Regions from separate parts of the Mus musculus genome. Here region 1 is linked to region 2. Evidence: chromatin contacts called from public HiChIP or PLAC-seq data. All regions are on one chromosome and are shown on one strand. The core of a region is the stretch at or near the end of the contact, and the rest is flanking DNA. Distances in the headings are between cores, read along the strand shown.

What was found. HiChIP or PLAC-seq counts read pairs in DNA pulled down with a chosen protein or histone mark.
Region 1: an H3K27ac HiChIP or PLAC-seq map of VIP interneurons shows a contact between it and region 2, with 6 times the contacts expected there. The contact joins two enhancer-like sites. A contact is called at or near these places in 3 of 115 datasets of contacts at active chromatin or transcription factors (VIP interneurons, embryonic basal ganglia and microglia).

Annotation. Positions count from the first base shown.
Region 1 is chr13:60,677,589-60,682,869 of GRCm38.p6, reverse strand. All of the region lies in intron 2 of Dapk1 (death associated protein kinase 1), which reads right to left. Among named protein-coding and RNA genes, the nearest start is that of Gm35540, 5.7 kb to the left of the region's middle. Within about 2 kb of position 3,744, at least 13 of the 459 cell types and tissues checked have an H3K27ac peak or open chromatin away from gene starts, as enhancers often do. A contact at or near this core is called in VIP interneurons, where this site is marked.
Region 2 is chr13:59,885,337-59,891,116 of GRCm38.p6, reverse strand. No RefSeq gene overlaps it. Among named protein-coding and RNA genes, the nearest start is that of Gm19866, 28 kb to the left of the region's middle. Within about 2 kb of position 1,271, at least 62 of the 459 cell types and tissues checked have an H3K27ac peak or open chromatin away from gene starts, as enhancers often do. A contact at or near this core is called in VIP interneurons, where this site is marked.

The DNA of each region.
Region 1 (5,281 bases), core at 2,495-4,994, 790 kb before region 2:
GGCCCAAGCACCTTCCCTAGATTCTGTGATGAGTGGGCTGCCTCCCCTGGTGTTGCAGCATCAAGTCCAATAAAAGACTGGTCCTGAGTAGTCCTTTTTTTTTTCCCTACTCGAGTAGTGTTGGCTAAACTGATTAAACAGAGAAAAGGGCAGGCATCGGCAGAGGTATAGGCGACAGGGAAGCAGGTGAGCAGCAGGTGAGCAGCTGGCAGACCAAGCTGCTCAGCGGTGAAGTTGGTACCTGACTGACAGCTGATTAAAGCAGTTACAGCAGGAGCAGAACACAGACAGCTGAGGCTGGGAACGAAAAACATCTGTAAAGATCTGGTGGACAGAAACTGCAGGGTCTGGCTACTGGGACAGTCTCAAAAAACTAAGTTTTGAGGGACAAGACGCTGTGCCCAGGAGCTGTAACACTGGTCACTATCAACAGCTGAGCACTCCTAATACCTAAGCCCACGGGGAAGCTGTAATACCAGCTATTGGCAGTCGCCAGAAGTCCCAGCTTCCCAGGCCTATGCAAAAGCTATAACACTTCTAGAAACCAAAGGCCCTAATGTCCTAGGCCTGCACAGGGTGGTGACCCTTGTAAAGGTTGGGAGGGGTCCTGGCATCACCTACACAAAGACCTTGAAAACAGTAGGGTGCAACCTGGGGCTGTTCTCACCTCCTTACTATTGCTGCACTCTGCTGTCAAAGAGCAGAGAAAAGGCTCCACTTCTCAAACACCTGCTGTGAGGTAATGGTGATGTAACCACCTGCTGTGAGGTAATGGTGATGTAACCACCTGCTGTGAGGTAATGGTGATGTAATCACTTGCTGTGGGGTAATGGTGATGTAACCACCTGCTGTGAGGTAATGGTGATGTAACCACCTGCTGTGAGGTAATGGTGATGTAACCACCTGCTGTGAGGTAATGGTGATGTAACCACCTGCTGTGAGGTAATGGTGATGTAATCACCTGCTGTGAGGTAATGGTGATGTAATCACCTGCTGTGAGGTAATGGTGATGTAACCACCTGCTGTGAGGTAATGGTGATGTAACCACCTGCTGTGAGGTAATGGTGATGTAATCACCTCCTGTGAGGTAATGGTGATGTAACCACCTCCTGTGAGGTAATGGTGATGTAACCACCTGCTGTGAGGTAATGGTGATGTAATCACTTGCTGTGGGGTAATGGTGATGTAACCACCTGCTGTGAGGTAATGGTGATGTAATCACTTGCTGTGAGGTAATGGTGATGTAACCACCTGCTGTGAGGTAATGGTGATGTAACCACCTGCTGTGAGGTAATGGTGATGTAATCACTTGCTGTGAGGTAATAGTGATGTAACCACCTGCTGTGAGGTAATGGTGATGTAACCATCTGCTGTGAGGTAATGGTGATGTAATCACCTGCTGTGAGGTAATGGTGATGTAATCACCTGCTGTGAGGTAATGGTGATGTAACCACCTCCTGTGAGGTAATGGTGATGTAACCACCTGCTGTGAGGTAATGGTGATGTAACCACCTGCTGTGAGGTAATGGTGATGTAACCACCTGCTGTGAGGTAATGGTGATGTAACCACCTGCTGTGAGGTAATGGTGATGTAACCACCTGCTGTGAGGTAATGGTGATGTAACCACCTGCTGTGAGGTAATGGTGATGTAACCACCTCCTGTGAGGTAATGGTGATGTAACCACCTCCTGTGAGGTAATGGTGATATAATCACTTGCTGTGAGGTAATGGTGATGTAACCACCTGCTGTGAGGTAATGGTGATGTAATCACTTGCTGTGAGGTAATAGTGATGTAACCACCTGCTGTGAGGTAATGGTGATGTAACCACCTGCTGTGAGGTAATGGTGATGTAACCACCTGCTGTGAGGTAATGGTGATGTAACCACCTGCTGTGAGGTAATCATTCAGGAACAACATTTATTATGTACTGGAAAAATCCAAATACTGTTCTGCTGAGAATATCTCAAGTTAGAAAACCAGGCATCAGAAGCAAGACTTAACCAAGCCAAGGAGACAGAGGAGGGCCTAGCTTTCTTTCCATCCTTGTTAGGAAATTCTGCAGGCTGTGTCAGAGAAGCCTTCTTGCTTAGGAGCTCACGTTTAAGCCACTGTGCTGAATGTAGTGACTTGCAGAGCTATGAGCAGTACAAGAACTCCCAAACTTTGTACTTCCGGTAAAGGAGAACGTTTCCAGCTGTACCATGGATGAAAAACCCGAAACACAGAAGCAGGAACCTCAGCTTTCACCTCAGTAAACTCTAGTGCTGGCAGAGTGGGCAGTTCAGTCTTGGGCCGTGGAATCCCAAACCCAACTTAGTGTTGATGTCTGATTGACAGGCCCAGCCACTAAAGAGAACAATAATTGGGTAGGATTATTAGTTTTTATTATTTTTTATCACCATCATTACCGCCTTAGACTATTAAAAGGAAACAGGCACAGAGACAGCAGAAAGCCATGTATCAGGGGCACTGGAATCATATTTAGAATGTTGGACGTCAGTGCTGGGATGAAGGTCAGTGTGCAGAGTGCTTGCCTAGTATACACCAACCACAGCAGTGTGTACACAGAGCTCAGTGGTCATTTTAGCCCTTCAGAGTAGTGGAGGTAGGAGGGTGTGGCGTTCAAGATCATCCTGGGCCTCGAGTGGCCTTGTCTGAGAGAGAGAGAGAGAGAGAGAGAGAGAGAGAGAGAGAGAGAGAAAGAGAGAGAGACAGCAGACAAGCAGATACATAAATACAAACAAACATACATGCATACATGGATTGATACATACATACATAGACAGCACACAGATATATACACATATAAATATGCATACATGGATGGATGCATGCATGCACTGATAGATGGATATATAGAGATAAGTAGATGGATAGATAGATAGACAGACAGCTAGAATAGATAGATTACATACATACATACATACATTCATGCATAGACAGATATATAGAGAGGTGGATGGATGGATGGATGATAGGATGTGCAGCCACTATCTCACTGACTCAAAACAGTCAGTGACATCTGGATAAAATGGAATTGAAATCCGCACTTATTCACGTTCTGACTCCCTTAAACACATGCAGTTAAATCTCACACAACAAAACCCCTGAAACATCCCTCTTACTGTGAAGCTAATCCAGTATCTACACTGACCTATACAACGCCCCAGTAGTGTCAGTTATCTACTTAGAAAACTTGCCTAACCATATTGTCTCCATATCATTGTAGGAAAATGGAGGACAGCTATGCCGCCTTCGTCACCGGGACACACACACACACACACTTAAGTTTTAAGACAAACATCTATAAATGCAATGGCTTCAGGACAGAGCTGCCTGACAGAAATACACAATAAGCCACAAGCGCAGACGGTCTGTGCAGTTTAAAATTCTGTAGTCCCCGCTTCAGTAAAGCAAAAGAATACAGGCCAGACTAACTTCAATAACACATTTTATTCCAGTAAAATACCATCACTCACACATTTAGACACGATGAGATTTCTTTCTATTTTTATTTATTTATTTTTCTAGACAGGGTCTCATTAATGTCGTGCTTAGGTAAGCTAAGCTCACAGAGACCCATCTGCCTCAACCTCATGCACCGTCATGCCCTGCATTCTCCACCCCCACCCCCGTCCCTCTGTTGCACACTTAGCACTCACAGCACAGCCCAGTACAAGCACTCAGTGGCTACAAACAAGGAGCGGCTGTTGTGTACAGCAACACAGCCTGAAGCTAATTTTATAGCTATAATATAAAACTGGGACACAGCACAGTATTTATAGATGGGAAGTAGACGAGATCCTTCTGAGGTAGGAGGGATGTAAACCACAGCTAATTCAGCACCCTAATCACCAGATGGGAACTGGGAGGGTCTGGGAGGGCCAGGCTGTGCACCCAGGATAACGTTCCTTCAAATGTATGAAAATCAACGAAGGGAACAGAAGAGACAGTTTACAGGATGGGAGAGAATCTTCACCAGTTATAAAAATGACAGGGGACAATCATCTAGAGTATAACAAACTCAGAAATTAAAAACTAAAATATAAAACAGATCAAACAATCAACAAATGGGCAAATGAGCTAAACAGACCGCTCCCGAAAGTATAAATACCAGTGTCCGAGAAAGACTTGAGCATGTGTTCAACACCCTTCCCTGGCTGTCAAATGAAAACGACATTAAGATTCCATCTCATCCCAGTCAGAACGGCTATCACCAAAAACAAGTGGCCACAAATGCTAATGAAGATGTGGGCAAAAAGGAACCCTGATTCATTGCTGGTGGGAGTGTACGCCTGGGAGGCTACATTGAAAATCAGGATGGAGGCTCCTTAAAAAACGACTATTCCAGCAAGAGGCCGCAGCAGAGAAGGGCACTTGGTGCAAAACCTGCAACCTGAGCTTGATCCACCGTATGCACAGGACGGAAGTCGGGATGATTCCTGCCAGTTCTCCTCCGACCTCCACACGTTGACATGGCACACAGGCATGCATGCACACACATGCACATATACACAAACAGACTCACAAACACACACACAGCAACACCGCATAATTTTTTTTAAAAAGCTTCTATGTCAGTCCTGGGGACATCTCTCAAGGAATGCATAAGTCATCATGCCACATTATACCACAGAGACACTCGCGCAGCCACATTCTCAACTGCAATCATCACAGCAGCCAAATCACAGTACCAGCCTCGACACTCATCAACAGGTAAACGGAGAAAGAAATGGGGTGCATACATACAGAGGAGTTGTATTCAGCTATATTTTTTAAAAAAATGGAAAATTGGGTCACGGGCAGGAAAATGAAACTAGAGATCATGCTAAGCAAAATAAGACAGGCTCAGAAAGTCAAACATTTTATGCTCTCTCTCACGTGTAAAGTCTAAATGTGTGAGGTAGGGAGGAGGTGAGGGCCTGCATGAAAGTATGTGTTATATGCATGGCATGAAAGCAGAAGAGTGACTATGACAAAACAGAAAACCAATGTGGTGTCGGGGGGCTGGGAGGGGACAGAGAGTTAACTTTTTCAAGCCCTGTATGGCACTAAGACGGTTTCCTTTATAAATATATTCTGCCACCTTTCCTATAGAAGTCAACTCATATCAGGCACACTGCAAGAAGCATTTGTATGCCTGGAGGCCTGGGCCAAGTCTCCATACAACCTTCTCCATGAACTCCTGTTGAGATCAACACTGGTTCCTGCACGCTAGCGTAAGGCTCTAAAAGAGAGGACAACGGTTCACACACAGCAGTCTACAAGGCAATCCATA
Region 2 (5,780 bases), core at 22-2,521:
GAAAAGTCTTCAAGGAGTGTCATATTGACATCAAGACCAAGTGTTAGAATCTCCTTCCCTCTGTGTGTGAGGAGGGTGCCCGCTGTTTATCAGCTATGGAGTATTCAACAGTCAGAGAATAAACACAGTTCATGGTTCCTGGCGAGGAAGAGCAGTAAACATTTTTACTCCATGAAGGCCTCGATAGTCAGGATATGATAGTGTACGTCAGTTATCTCAGTACTTAGAAGGGTGAGGCAGGAGGATTATCATCTTGAAGCCAACCTAGGCTACATAGCAACGCCTCAAAAACATCTCGTTTAAAATTAGAGATATGGGTAACTACGCTTTTACCCAGGGATCCAGATAAAACCTCAGATGGAACCTTCATCAACCGCATTCTCGTGTTTCCCATGAGACTACAAAAGAAGCTGGCAACTGGGCTGGTGGAGAAGCAGCCTTCCCTCCTCACGGGTACCACATGGGGACCTGAGGTGAAGCTGGCATGCCAGCTGATGCTTACTGCCATTCTGCTGCCAAGTGCCTGACCCAACCCTTTCAGGGGAGAGATGTGGATTCAGACCTTGTAGCTAAGTGTGTACGTGTGTGCGTGTGTGTGTGTGTGTGTGTGGGGGGGGGGGGTCCCTGAATAATTTACACAGGATAATCCAACTTGGCTAAGCCTGGAGAGAGGGAACATGGATCCTTATTTAGAAATGTCTTTCTCCCCTCAGAATTTAGAAAATATCAATAGAGTCTGAAAAGATGGCTATGAAGTCACCAGCATGCCTCCGCTTGTCCCGAGGATGCAGAGATGTCACACCTACATTTTAAGAGGTACTGATATAACCATTCAGGTGCACTCTGTGACACCCAGGGGAGTTGTCCTTCTAGGTACAAAAAGATAAGTGGCCTTAAGTTAGTGTGTGGGACTCTGTGACTCCTTGCTCTCTCAGTACAGTCCTTATGAATCTTTTAAACAGCTCTTCCTCTAGTAGCACATTGTGTGTCCAACCATAAATGCCAAAGGCTGCTTCTTATCTACCCCTGATACAACTACAGGACGGTAGCAGAGAAGGAGAACCCATTCTGTGGTCTCAGGCAGAGGTCCCACTGTGGAGGACAGGCAGAACCTCATGGCAGGAAGTCCTTCCACAAGGCTATTGGTCATTTCCATTTATCTCCTGAGGGGTTAAGGAAGCTGATTGAGAGAGACGTTCCCATAGCAACCGTGCCGGCCTTCCACTGTGAACATACTGGTTCCATTCCTGATGCAGATTACATCAAACTTTGCCACTTCATGGCTTCATTTTAGCTGAGGCAGATGGTTGTTTGAGAATGTGATCACCGCCACCTTGTGGCACAGAGGAAAACAAAAGACAAAAAGAAAAAAAAATCCCCCCTCTGTAAAGGGCGAATTGTGCTCAGTTTAGGGTCAGTCTTACAAACTTTGACCACTTTTTCTTCTCTGTGGAAGAGCCTTCGTGCTGATCTGTGAACTGGGGCTGTAACACACACAGCAAAAACTCTCCTCCCGGTATCTCAAAATCTCACTGGTAATGCCAGGATTGAGCCGTAATCCCAAATAATTGTATTAACAAGAAAGTCACTTCCCATAATCTCTCCAAAAAATAATGTTATCCACATACGTTTTGTAAAGAGGTCTGAGTATTCTGGTTTAGCCATGTTTGGATTCTGTTCTTAGCCTAGAACAAGTTAGCCTGACCTAAGAGTATTTAAAATCTCCTGCCCTCCTATGCCACATGGCTTGCTTTCAGGGCTTTGCATACCCTGTCTCCTGTATCCACTGTATTTTCTGCTGCAAAGACATCCCTGTGCTTCTTTAAATGGGTCTAAGAAAAATGATTTTCAGTAACTGTAATTGTTTTTTCTCATGGTGAGCTATCTCACTGTGGGAAATTTAACTCTGATAAATACATACCTTCAAACATAAAGAATTAGTTATAATTGTGCTCTGTGTGTGTGTGTATTTGTATATATTGGTGTGTGTGTGTGTGTATATTTGTATATGTATGTGTCTGTGTGTATGTGTCTGTGTATGTGTGTATATGTGTGTGTATGTGGCTGTATATGCGTGTCTGTGTATGTATGTGTGTATGTGTGTGTATATGTGTGTGTATAGGTGTGTGTGTATGTGTATATGTGTGTGTATATGTGTGTATAAGTGTGTGTGCATGTGTGTGTGTGTATGTATGTGTGTGTGTGTGTCTATGTGTGCTCACATTATATGGCTCTACAGTGTCTTGTCTCTGTGGTTACTAACACCCTATGATATGAATAGCAATCATAAACCACAAAAAAAAAAAAAAACATACCCAGGAGCTGAACTCTTCCTAACTCTAACATTAACTCTAGCCATGGGTGTGATACTTATTTGGCCTCAGAGGCTCTGGAGTTAAAAGTTCAAGACAGGAGGAGAGGAGGACATGAGCCTTTGACAGAAATGCTGGGAATCTGAAATAAAAATACATGAATATTTGAGAAAGAAACAAAATGTGCACCCAGGACCAACTCTAAGGTGAAGGCACCTTTTCCCCAGAGGCAGCAGAGAGCTCTGGTGTGAGTCTAGTCTTCACTTTTCAGAATATCCTCAAAGTTAGATGGGGACAGACAGACAGACAGATAGACAGACACACACACACACACACACACACACAGAGAGAGAGAGAGAGAGAGAGAGAGAGAGAGAGAGAGAGAGAGAGAGAAAGAGATCCCCAGGAAATAGAAGTAACTCAAAGCACATAATGTCAAGGACAGTCACAGATTGAATAATAGCATGTGTCCTTGTTACTAGAAACCCTTGCTGTCCCCAAGGTTTCAAGAAGAGACTAAGAGAACACAGATGTGATGGGGGAGGGGAAGCTCTGTTCAGCCACAAATGTTTATCTGGAATGCTGTGGTTGCTGTTGTCAATAACTGTCAACTCCTCCAGGCTACAAGGGAAGGTGGCTTGTACTTCCTGCCTGCTGGGTCATTGGGTGAGACCCAGTGACCAGTTCTGGTGAATGGGAGGAGACAGAAGTGACTTTTGCCACTTCTGGGACAGATTTGATTAGTGACAAGGGTTAGAGTTCTCTCTACTCCATGTACCACCATGGCCTGCAAGTCGAGACAGTAGCCAGTCAGGGCTCTCAAAGAAAGTGCTCTGAATACAGCTCAATGAGAGCAGATCTTGGCCTATCTGTGTGGGGTGTGGACTAGAAGTGAGGAACCAACAAACCCACTGTAGTTTAGGCCAGAAACATCTGGGTGATACGCGTTATTGAGGCATGGCAGAGCCCATCCCAACAAAAGCGCATCACCTTGAAGGGAAAGTTTGGTTGCCTTTTTGAAGTTTGCAGAGGTAATAGTGGTCTGGTGCTTCAAGAAGGTGCTGGAGTGGGTTGTTTTTGGTTTTGTTTTGTTTTGTTTTGTTTTGTTGTCTCTGAGAAGCTCTCCACCATCTTCTGGAAGATCAATGCTGCCTGTAGCAACTCTTACTTTATTTTAGGAAAAACACCAAAATACACCCTGCCTTGTATGAAAATAAATCAAGAAGGCTCTCAGCAGTTCTCAGTGGGGAGGAGGGAACTTCTAATTAAATCCATCTCTTGGGGACAAAGTAGAGCCTTGGTCTGGAAATGAAGATTGCTCCACAGAGCTGAATCAGAGCGGTGATTCACGGGCCTCCTGCTTTTCTGAGGGAGGGAAACCTACTCCTTCCTTTCCCGTGTCAATCAGTTATTCCTTGGTGGGGGGTGGGGGTGGGGAGGAGCTGACTATGGCTTCCCAAGGGCAGCCGAAAGGACCCTTCAGGAGAGCTGCACTGTTGGGCTTAGGATTGGACCCTAAGTTCACATTCTCTGCTTCCCTTCTGTTCTGATCCCTGGACCTTAATAAGAGGCCATCAAAATCTGTACCCTAGCTCCACGCTGGGACAGGGGAGCAAAGAGAAGCAAACCTCTTGGCTAAGGACCAAGGGTAAAGGGCCCTGCAGAACCTGCCTGCTGTGGTTGGAAGAGCTCTGACGCCATCAGCCAGAGCAAGGCCCATTCCTAAGGTCACTCTATGGGAGACACATGCACCAAAAAGATGACAAAGATCATGAGAGATTGAGGTATCCAATGTTGACCACTCCCTAACACCGATATAGGAAGGAGGGCCTGAAACAAGGTCTTGCACTGAGCTCCAGGATCTGCTAATCTTTGCTTAGCCAGAGCTTAGATCACATACACTTGCTCAGCGGTTAAGAGAACTTGCTGCTCTTTCAGAGAAGATGGGTTTAGTTCCCAACACCCACTTGGTAAATCACAACCATCTGTAATTTCCGTTCCAAGGGATCCAAGCGCCCTCTTCTGGCCTCTAGGAGCACTACATGCATGTGGTACACAGATCCCTGCAGGCAAAACACCCACTTGTAAACACATGCTACCACACCCAATTTTTCAAGTGGGCACTGGGGATTCAAACTAGGGATCTCAGGCTTACATGGCAGTTGCTTTACCAACTGAGCCATTTCTCCAGCTCCTAAGAAGCCCTTGAGACAACTGAGGTGACACTTGACCTGCCTTTACATTTTATGAAATTCAAGAGGCAAGGCTCCTTGAAGTGGAAACTTACAGTTTCTTTGGAAAGTCAATTGTGTCAGATGGTGTTTTGCTGGGGCAGACACGTGAAGGAGTGTTTTCCTGAAGCAGACACAGGAGAGAGGATGTTCTGCTAAAGCAAGCATGTGAAAAGACACATGATGAAGGATTCTTTGCTAATGACATGCACGTATTGGTCTGTCTTACATTGCATAGTTGAGCTGCATTTGTCAGGACTCCATAGAGAGAAATACACTAAAAAACTTCTGATGGTGTGCCATGGCTTCTGGGTGCTTCCATGAAAACAGACTGATTGCCTCCTGATACTGTCATGGATGGGACTCTATCCTCTAGTTCCATCTGTGCCCAAGTATTCCTGCAGCAACACATTCACAAGGCTTCCAAGTGCATACAAAGGCTCTTCAGAAGTTCTCACTGATCACCTCCTCTGTGTCTAAGTAGATTACCCCCACTTAATTACATTCTCAGTGAGTCTTAGTTGTTTTCAAAAACTAAATCAGTCTTCTAAATATGAAGAACAATCAACAAAGAATATTCAGTAGAAATGCTTAAAATGAGTGTTGAATCTGTTTGAAACAAGGCTATACCAGTGCGGTGGTTTGAATAAGAGTCTCACTTCCTATTCCACCCCCAGGTTCACATAGTTGAATGCTTAGTCATCAGAGAGTATAGCACTGTTCGGGAAGGATCGAGAGGTGTGGCCTTGCTAGAGAAGTTTCTCACTAGGGGAGGGCTTTGAGGTTTCACATGCTCACACCAAGCCCAGTATCTCTCTTCCTGCTGTCTGCAGATTCAAATGTAGAACTCCCTGCCACTTCTCCAGTACCACGTCTACCTGCGTGCTGCCATGCTCCCTGCCATGATGAAAATGGACTAAAGCTCTCTAACTGTAAGCCACCCCCCCCCCCAATTAAATGCTTTCTTTCCTAAGAGTTGCCATAGCCTTGGTGTCTCTTCACAGCAATAGAACTGTGACTAAGACAAGAGCCGTGGAGATGGCACAGGGGATGGGGGAGAACTTGCCCCTAAGCCTCATGACCTGAGTTTGATCCCTCAGACACTTGGTGGAAAGAGAAAACCAACTCCTGGGAGCTGTTCTCTGATGGCTATATATGGGTATATGTGCACACATAAGTGACTGTAAAAGAGAGAGGAAGAGACCAATATTTGGTCCTTTGCTGAGATGGGGTATTA